Regions from separate parts of the Mus musculus genome. Here region 2 is linked to region 1. A link is a contact called in public Hi-C data. All regions are on one chromosome and are shown on one strand. Each heading gives the region's core, a stretch centred on a gene start, on an enhancer-like site or on the middle of the called end of the contact. The rest is flanking DNA. Distances are from core to core; before and after follow the strand shown.

Region 1 (5,022 bases), core at 521-3,020:
GGCAGAGATTTCTAATAGGGGCTTTGTCTCTCCTGTTATCTTGTGACTCCATTTAGATTTCTTTTCTATGTATATTTTAGTGTGGTTAGTATGTGGTTATTCATACAGTTCCATGCCTATCAAGGCTTAAAAGCTAACTTCCATGTATAAAAGAATGCATACCGTATTTATCTTTTTGGGTCTGCGTTACTTTACTCAGGGTGATTTTTTTTTTTTTCTAGTTCCACCCATTCCCCTGAGTCAGGTCAGGTGTGGCCACTGGGTATCACAGGAAGAGAGTCTGAAGTTGAATTCGTGTCTAGCACCATTACCCAAAACTTTTACAAACATATCAAACGCGAAACTTAATAACTATATTAGGGGTAATGCTTATATGCACTGGGTGAAGATGTGTCTCTGTCCTTCCTTGCCTGCCTAAGGCACCTTCTGATTGGTCAAAGTAAAAAGCCTATGGCCTGTAGGAGAGGAGAGGATAGAAGGTGGGACGTCGGGCGGAGAGAGGAACTCTGGGAAAGGGTCACTGGAAAGATGATTTGCCACCTATGTGCGGAGGAAGTCGAACAGATGAAACTGAGGAGAGGTGGCCAGCCACGTGGCAGAAGTTACTATAAAGGGAATAACTGAGTTACAAGCTAGTGGGAACAAGCCTATCATACGGCCTAGGCATTCATAAAGGAAGAAAACACGTCTCCAAGTCATTATTTGGGAACTGGGGTGTACACAGAAAGACCGAACAGTTACAGCCACACTATGAAATGTTAGAATGACAACCTAAACAAGACCAATTGGACTAAAGAATAATTTTTGATTTTATGCATAAAACTATTATCAACAGAATTGCCAATTACATATTTGATAAGGGCTTAATGTCCATACCATATAATGAACCCCTAAACTCAAGAATTAAAAGCAAACTTGATTTTGAAATGGGAAAAGGACTTGAATAGTCATTTTCCTAAAGAAACTATGCAAAAGACTAATAAACAAATTAGTAGGTGATCAATATCACTGATCAAAACTACAATAAGATACCGCTTCCATTAGGACAACAGTTATCAAGACAGAAAGGGGGAAATTGATGAGATTAAGGAGAAATGGAAATATTTACACATGGCTGGTAAAAAAAAAAAAAACTTAAATCAGAACTGACACTGGAAAACAGGATGGCAAATTGTTCAAAAGTCAAACGCAGAGCGGCTCTGTGACTGGGCACCCTCTCCTGCCTGGATATGAAGCGAAAGCAGAGAGTTGGATGGACATCTGCTTACCCGTATTTACAGAAGTGAAAAAGTAGACGTCAGGTGCCCGTGATGAGTAAATCAGATGCAATACAGTCATACAATGGGATATCATGCAAGCTTTAGCAATGTAGGAAAGCAACCCCGGATGACGGGTATGAACACGGAAAGTGCTAAGCAATGGGAAGCCAGCCAATCGTAAGAGAGAAGGAAGTGTGGGCGTGATGGAAGGTCTCAGAAAGAAAAGCAGTGGTTCTCAGGGGCTGGTGATTTACAACAGTCCAGAGGGTACCGAACTTCAATCTGGGAGGTGTTACTGCTAATTTAAAAGTGGCTTTTTTTTTTTCTCTAACCCAGCTAGCTCCCAAATAATTGAGACAAAGACTCACAAGAGATTTATTTCACATGCTTTAAGACATAATAACTGAGCACATATAAATCTATTCCAATCCTCTAGGCTAATCTGGCTACCTCCCAGCCAAAAACCCTGAGATACTTGCATTTTAGTATTGATCCGGCTCTTTCTGCTCCTTGTAAATTCTCATGGTGGTCCTCATCTTGTGGTCATGGTGGAGTCTTCCTCCCCCCGCACCCCCCCAACGTCTCGTCCTTCTCCTCCTCCCCCTCCCCCTCCCCCTCTGCTCAGTCATTGGCTGATCAACCTTTTATTGACCAATCAGGGAATAACTGGGGAGCAATGTTTACACAACATTAAGACAGGAGATTCTTAGAATAAGCATGACAATGCCAGGTCTGGACTGCAACCAGAAGTTGGGGCACAGAAATCAGCATTTGAATTCAAGGATAACCTTTACTCTGTGCACAAGAACATATTGTCAACAGGGAAGAATAAAGAATAGTTCTGAGCTGAATCACTGTGACGGTTGCACAACAATGTATTTGACACCACTGAAGTGACCATACAGCTAAGAGTCAATACCATGGTGATTTTAATTTTTTAATTTTAATTTACACTACATCTCTGTATGTGTTAATGATGAAAATCTGCTTGCATCATAAATGTCTTTATAATTGGTTTGCTAGAGTAGGGATGCAAACCAACCCCACACATTGTGCTTCCCTAATTGGTCTCTTAAGTCTGCTAATTGATAATTCCCATTACCTACATTTTTTTTTTCTCCTGCCTTTAATTGTTAAAGAAACGAAGTCGCTGGTAAATTCACCTCATTTAGGTTGGCCAATTGCCTTCTGGTCGTGTCTTTCAGAGTGGTCTACTTTTGTGTGTGTGTACTGGCAGCTATAAATGTAAAGGTTCTGGTGTGTGTGCATGTGCGTGTGCGTGTGCGTGTGCGTGTGCGTGTGCGTGCGTGTGTGTGTCTGTGTGTGTGTGTGTGTGTGTGTGTGTGTGTGTGTGTGTGTGTGATGGTGTTTGGTTTGTGAGACAGGGTGTCACCCGGTAGCCCTGGCTGGTCTGTAACTCCAGGAGCTCTGCCTGCCTCTGCCTCCAGGGTTAAAGATTTGCAGTAACACCCCAAGTGAGGACTGGTTTCATTTGCATGCTTTTGAGGGGGGTGGGGGGGGGGGAGAATGTGGAAGTGATTCTGGGCATGTGCTATCATGTCACTTGAGAAAGCACTAACATCTGGTTGCCACCCCTTCTGGTTAAGATGACTGGGTGTGGCTGCCTGAGCCATCTTGGGTCTCCATCCATTCTTCACCCAGTGACTCCAGCAGCCACTAGAGACCCATAACTCCCTATGGCTGCAAATTTGGTTGGTTGGTTGGTTTCTAATTCTAGTATTCTCAGTGCCCTCAACTAAAAATTTCTTCTGTACAGATTAACCCTTCCACCAGACGCACTGTGGCTAGTTTGCTCATGGACTTGGGGAAACAGGCTTTGTTCTTTTTCTCATTAGCTTTCAAAACACTGAAATGGCATCGAACAGTTTCCAAGGGTTGCCAATTAATATTTTTGTTTCTCTAATGAGAATGAGCTTTTAATATATTTTATATTTTTAGAATCTTGTGTCCATGAAGCAACCATTCAGTGGTTAAGAGCACTCTTGCAGGGGACCTGGGTTCAATTCGCAGCAGCCGCCTTGTGGTTTATAACCATCGGTAACTCCAGTTCCAGAGGATCCTTCACCCTCTTCTGACCTTCACGGGTACCAGACACACAGGTAGTGCAGATGCACAGAGGGAGAAACACATACACATGAAATAAAAATAAATAAATCTCTAAAATCTTGCATGTGTGTGATATGTATGTACGTGAGAGACACATGTGTTATACATGTACTTCTTTGTATGTATCATGGGGAGAATAAAAGCTAACCTCACTAGCTGGTTTTCACCTTCTACCTTATTTCAAGCAGGGTCTCCTGTGTTTCCACTGTGTACATGAGAATAGCTGCCCCAAGAGCATCTACAGATCCTTCCATCTCTGCCTCCCGTGCCCCGTGCTGGGATTACAGGAGTGTGAGCATTTGTGCCTGGCTTGTGCATGGGTTCTGAGAGCTTCCACTCCAGTCCTCACTACAGCACAGCAAGTGATTCCCCCCATGAGCCATCTTCTCTGTCCTGCATTTGATTTTTTTAATCCTTTACAGTCATTACCCTTTGGGATGCTCAAAGAGTCTCATCGTGGCTGGAGGGAGACCCCTCAACTAGGCTTCTAAGCCGTTTTCAGAAGCACCTGCTGTTTTAGCTGTCCTCTTCATTCCCCATGGGATCTTTGGAGATGGTATTTAGAGGCTGAGAACTAACTGAAGATGTTTAACTATGTTAGCTATGACGTGATAGAATCTAACTCCTTTCAGTGTCCAAAGTGAGAGAGTGAATTTTGCTGGGTTTTTGCTATTGTTTTATTCTTAGGAACAAAAGTATCATGAGTTCATATATTTCCAGACTCCAAGATTTTAATTTAACTGTCATAACTTTCTATATGTAACTCTTTATCCTGAAAAAAAAAATCTTGGTGCTAAATGACAGTGCAGAATTACTCACTCCAGGCTGGGCGTGGTGGCGTATGCCTTTAATCCCAGCAATTGGGAGGCAGAGGCAGGCAGATTTCTGAGTTCGAGGCCAGCCTGGTCTACAAAGTGAGTGCCGGGATAGCCAGGATTACACAGAGAAACACTTTTTCAAAAAAAAAAAAATTTAATCACTCCATTCATCTATTACCATGGCTCTAAAACAGCAATACCCATCTAAACATTATCAACATGCCTACTAAAAACAACATGATTTTCAGGGGCTTTTTGGTCATTAAGGTATATTGTACTGTGAATATCTAAATTTGCATGTACCTTAAAGTTACATGAGGTGTTCCTCTGTGTGACTGAGGCACAATTCCACAAATTGGAAATATGGAGTGTTTTTTTTTTATTTTGTTTCTTATTTTCATTTCTCAAAAACCTCTTCGCTTCTTGTTTTCTTCATACTTATCCAACACTACTTTAGTATCAGGTGAAAGTGTTTACTGCATCTTTCCAAAATTCCACTAAGTCCAGAACTATAATGAAACACATCCAAAGAATCATAGACCACCGTCTCCATCCCTGTATCCCTTGTACCCTACCCTCTACCCTGTACCTCACATAGCCATTTTCAGTAGTCTGGGCTTTTCGCCATCAACTGCTTATAATATAAACAAATAAAATACATATCCCTGTTCCCAGGTAATGAATGGCATATTACAGATGTTTTCTGCCCTTGAACTTTCCTGCATTGTGTGGCTAAGCAAGAGTTTGTTTTAAGTAGGCCCTCGGCATTGGGCTGTGGGATGTTTACCAGTCTGCTGTCACACACAAATTGAATTGTC
Region 2 (4,775 bases), core at 203-2,702, 57 kb after region 1:
CAGAGACAGTCCTTTATGTTGCCCCCTCCCAGGACAAATAAATACTCTTTTTTCTGCCCCTTTTCTCCCTTCCCCTTCTCCCTCATCCTCTATCTCCTGTTTTTGTCTCTTATTCCCTACCCTTTGACCTTCCGGAGCAAATAAACCTCCTTTGTGTTGAGAACTTGATCTTGGGGTGTCTTGAGCAGATACTGATTGCCACACATTTTGTGAGACACCTACACAATTCTGGAGGGTCGTTGCCGACTTCAAAGTGGCTAGCCTTTCTCTGTGCCCTGGCTACTGCCAGGGTCAGTGTCCACCTGCCCTGAAGACTGTTTCCCTCTGCCCTCTATTCTGTCCCAGCCTCAGAACCTCACACAAAAACGGGTCCCATGCTTCCAACTGGCCAACAGCCCTCACCTACTGATGTATCTCAGGGGTTGCTATTCAAACACCACCGTGGCCTTAGGCCTTCTTGGGATTCTCTGAGTCATCTATTTTTAACTCCTGCCCAGTTTCCCCGTGGAATGAAACTCCAGCTGCTTAATGGAATAGCTGAGAGGGTACAGTCTCCATTGGGAGAGAGAGAGAGTGAGAGAGAGAGAGAGAGAGAGAGAGAGAGAGAGATCACAAAACAAAAACCAACCAACCTCTGATGGTTAATCTTTGACAAGTTGACTGGATTTAGAGTCAGCAGAGCACACCTGAGGTGTCTATGAGGGAGGGCATTTCAGAACGGTGGAAAGAGCCGTTCTGAAGGCAGAGCATACCATCCAGTGGCCAGGAGTCCTGCCCAGAATAAAGAGGAGAAAGTGAGCCCAAGGTTCAGCCCTCTTTTCAGGATACAAAGTGTCAAGCGGCCTCAAGCTCCTGCTGAGGGACTTCCTGACAGGATGAGCTCTCCTGGCTATCCCCGGAGCCAAAACAAACTCTTCCTCAAGTTCTTTTGTGAGGCATTTCTCCTCTCTGCCCGCCCCTCCCCCCGCCCCCCAATTCCAATCCCGACAGTACAAGGAAAGGCAGGACTGCAGAAGCCCCCCCGCCCCCCAAGAAGGAAACCTAAGAGGCACACCTGCTTTAAGAGTTCTTGGCGTCCAAGTTCTCACATTCACGTAGAGAAGAGCCAACAAAGTAAGAAAGCTGAAAGCATTTAAACAGCTCTGCCCCAATCTGAGTATTAGGTTTGCTAAAAGTGTTTTGTTCCTTGTTGGGAGGATGGCGAGGGACGCTCTGGGAGCGGACTGACTTACCCGCACGGGCCTCTGGGAAACACACAGATGCACTCGAGATCCACGTATTGTATCATCTCATGAGGACTTAGATGTTTGAAGTTGTATGTTTTGAAAATGTTATTCTAAACTTGCCACGTAATAAAAGACCCGCAGCAGATGACTGCAGCTCTCCCGCAGCTCTCCCAGTTTAAATAGGTATTGCATGGCAAGCGCCTCCTCCCCAACGCGTGCGGTGTCAGGCTGGGGGCTGGGAAGAACACACGGAATAATACCGTGTATTCTCCGACTTCAAATCTGGGAGCCCTGGTGCTGCTTTGTCAGGAGGCAGTATCAGTGAAATCTACTTTTCAGATCTTTTCAAAACCAGATGAGCATGCTAGATTTTTCTTTTAAATCAACTGCTAATGGACTCCTTTTGTCCACATGTTTTAATGCCAATGTCAAATACTATATTTTTATGCTTTTTTTTTTTTAATCCCAAAGGTGGAAGAAAAAAAGCATAAGGCTAGAGAGATGGTTCAACAGCATTACTGGCCACTCAACCGGAGGACTCAGGTTCAATTCCCAGCACCCACAGTATCTTAACAACCATCTGTAACTCCAGGTCCAGCTCTGATGCCCCTTTGGACCTCAGGCAGGAGGCTTGTGTGTGGTACATGGACATACATGCAAGCAAAACAACCACACACATACAACTTTTGTAATTAAAAGAAAAAAATGCGCTTTCTCTTAAAATCCATGTGAGTTACATTTTAAATCCTATTATGAAACTTGTAAACAGTTTGTGCTTGGCTGCATACTAAATAAAATGTAATTTAACAGTTTCCTTAGCTCCTGCTCAGATCTCAGGGTCCAAGGGACTCTCTCAGAGGACAGGGAGTCGATTCAACCATAGTTTATCACCTTGGGGCACTAATGGTCATTTTCAGTGACCCCCCTCGCCCCAATCTTTCCTAGATCTATGAGAAAAGAATAACTCTCACACTTAAATGGGTTTAAACGCACACAGCTGTGCAGGAGGGCATAAACGCTCCTTGCGAAACCAAGTCATAGGCACTTGAACGCAAGCTTTCTGGAAGCGACTCAACAGTGAGGAGCCAGCTGCACTCAAGAGGACAAGATAAAGGCAAACTAATTTAAGCTACATTTCAGGGTTTTTGTTTTTGTTTTTGTTTTGTCTTTTGAAAGAATACTTTGAGCCCTCTTTAATGTTTTTTTTAAAAAAAAACATGCATTTTTATGTTTTACTAAGAGTGAAGCAGAGCAGACTGAGTTCTTTTGACTATCTTTGTTTTTCCTTCTGATTTAAACAAAATGCTACCTCAATCCAATCAAGCAGACAGGATGACTGACACATACTCCTAAGAGTAAGGTCCCAAGTGATGGCTGATTCTAACATTAATGTTTTCTGGGGCTAAGAGAGGTTCTGGGGCTAGGAAGAAAATTGTTTCTCTTCCAGAAGACTCAAGTCAGCCCTTACCACATAAGTCACGACTGCCTATAATTTCAGCTCCATGGGATCCAATACCCTCTTCTAGACTCAGAAGGCACATGCACACACGCACACACACACATATACACAAATGCACATGTGCACGTTTACAATTATAATTTTAAAATAAATCTTAAAAACACTAATATTTTGGATGGGCAGTTTAATCCTGGTACTTGGAAGGCAGAGGCAGGTGGATTTCTGAGTCCAAGGCCAGCCTGGTCTATAGAGTTAGTTCCAGTTTAGCCAGGGCTACACAGAGAGACCCTCTCTCAAAACAACAACAAAACACCCAAAATCATTATTTTTTTAATCAGCATTTACTTACTTTTATATGTAAAGCTCTACATAGAAAATTATGTTAAAAAAACACTATGCTGTGAGGTTGGAATGTATGTGTATGTGTGTGCATGCATGTGTGCACATGTAATATGTGTATAAGAGAAATCTGCAATGATAGTACTGAGAGCTACATCAGTGGTTCTCAACCTTCCTAATGAGACCTTTGAACACAGTTCCTCATGTTGTGATGAAATTATAACCATGAAATTATCTCTGTTGCTACTTCATAACTGTAATTTTGCTGTTATGGGTTATAATGTAAACATCTGATATGCAGAATATCTGATACGTAATGCCACCCCCCCCCCCCCCCGTTTGAGACTGCAGGTTGAGAACCACCACTCTAGGGAGAAGAAGTAAGTGTACTGTTGGGAGGCCAGCATCCTCACTCCCGAGGAAGTGAGAAACCTCAGTCATGCTGATTCTAGGAAACTCTGGCCAGCAAGCAGTACTCCTTGACAGTGACCCTCCAACTGTCACAAGGAGGGCGCATCACAGCAGTAGGACACACCTTTAATCTCAGCACCTGTGTGTGTGAGAGAGAGAGGAGAGAGAGAGAAGAGAGAGAAAGAGAGAGAGAGAGAGAGAGAGAGAGAGCCGGTGGCCACATAGGAGTGATGCTCAAAGAGGCAGGTGGATCTCTGTGAATTTGAGCCCAGCCTGGTCTACACTGGGAGTTTAAGGCTAGCCAGGGATATATAGTAAGATCTTGTCTAAAAAAAAAAAAAAAAAAAAGTCACACAGGAAGGTGGGCACTAGGGGCTGAAGGGATGGTTTCGTGGTTAAGAGCACAGGTTCTGAGTTTGGCTCTCCTCCCCAGGAACTCCAGGGGATCCAAAACTCTCTTTTGGCTTCCACAACACTTCACACACATAGTGCATATACGGTCATGTAAGCAAAAACACTCAGACACATAAAATAAAATAAAAAAATAATTTAAATAAAAGTTATAACTCTTAAAAAAAAACCCAGAACACTAATAGCAATTCTAAAGTATATTGAAGTTTATCCCATTAAGAGAAAAAAAAAATTAAAGCTGACAGTGTGTAGTGCTTTTACTTAAATACTGGACAGTATTTCATTAAGAGCTCCATCCACTGAGATATGAGACTGAACTATACAGTTAAATTTACATACAAGGATGAAAAAATCAGCTGGCTGAGGTTGTCCTTACTACAATCCCAGCACTAACTAGGCACCTGAGGCAGGAGGATAACTGTAAATTCCAGCCAAAGCTGACGTTGAGACCTGAAAGAAAAAAGAAATAAGAAAGGAAGGACATGTCGGGCAGTGGCGGCAGTGCACGCCTTTAATCCAAGCACTCGGGAGGCAGAGGCAGGTGGATATCTGAGTTCGAGGCCAGCCTGGTCTACAGAGTGAGTTCCAGGACAGCCAGGGCTACACAGAGAAACCCTGTCTCAAAAAAAAAAAAAAAAAAAAAAAAAGACACGATTGCTCCTAGGTATGGAAGGTGGAGGAGAAGGTTTCTACTCAATAAAAGTGAGAGTGTAAGCAAAGGCAGGGACATCTGTTTAAGAGTCCAGAGTGAACACGATCCAGAGCCAGGCAGCGTAAGAAGATGGGTGACCGAGAGGACAGGAGGATAAAGGCTAGGCAAAGAGGAAAGGGCTGGGTTATATGGGGTAGTGAAGCTGGGGGAAGGGCAGCGTAGCACCTGGACGGAAGTTTAGGGGTGGGGGGTGCCAGCCACTTCCTGTAACAGGTAG

What was found. Hi-C and Micro-C count contacts between places; a contact is called where the count stands out from the background.
Region 2: a contact with region 1 is called in a Hi-C map of olfactory sensory neurons, with 1.9 times the contacts expected there. The contact joins the promoter of 4833422M21Rik here to the promoter of 2610037D02Rik in region 1. A contact is called at or near these places in 2 of 39 promoter capture datasets (the SN4741 cell line and embryonic stem cells), 9 of 484 Hi-C or Micro-C datasets (CD4 T cells, cumulus cells, embryonic stem cells and 4 more), 7 of 115 datasets of contacts at active chromatin or transcription factors (embryonic stem cells and epiblast stem cells) and 1 of 9 other capture datasets (embryonic stem cells).

What each region holds. Positions count from the first base shown.
Region 1 is chr15:96,196,204-96,201,225 of GRCm38.p6, forward strand. 2610037D02Rik (RIKEN cDNA 2610037D02 gene) reads right to left here and starts at 1,771. Exons shown (of 6, transcript NR_040423.1): 1 at 1,739-1,771. The region is part of intron 1 of Gm38469 (spidroin-2); the gene reads right to left. It also overlaps the pseudogene Gm4371.
Region 2 is chr15:96,253,232-96,258,006 of GRCm38.p6, forward strand. It overlaps 4833422M21Rik (RIKEN cDNA 4833422M21 gene), which reads right to left and starts at 1,453. Exons shown (of 3, transcript NR_130160.1): 1 at 1,233-1,453; 2 at 633-771. All of the region lies in intron 1 of Gm38469 (spidroin-2), which reads right to left.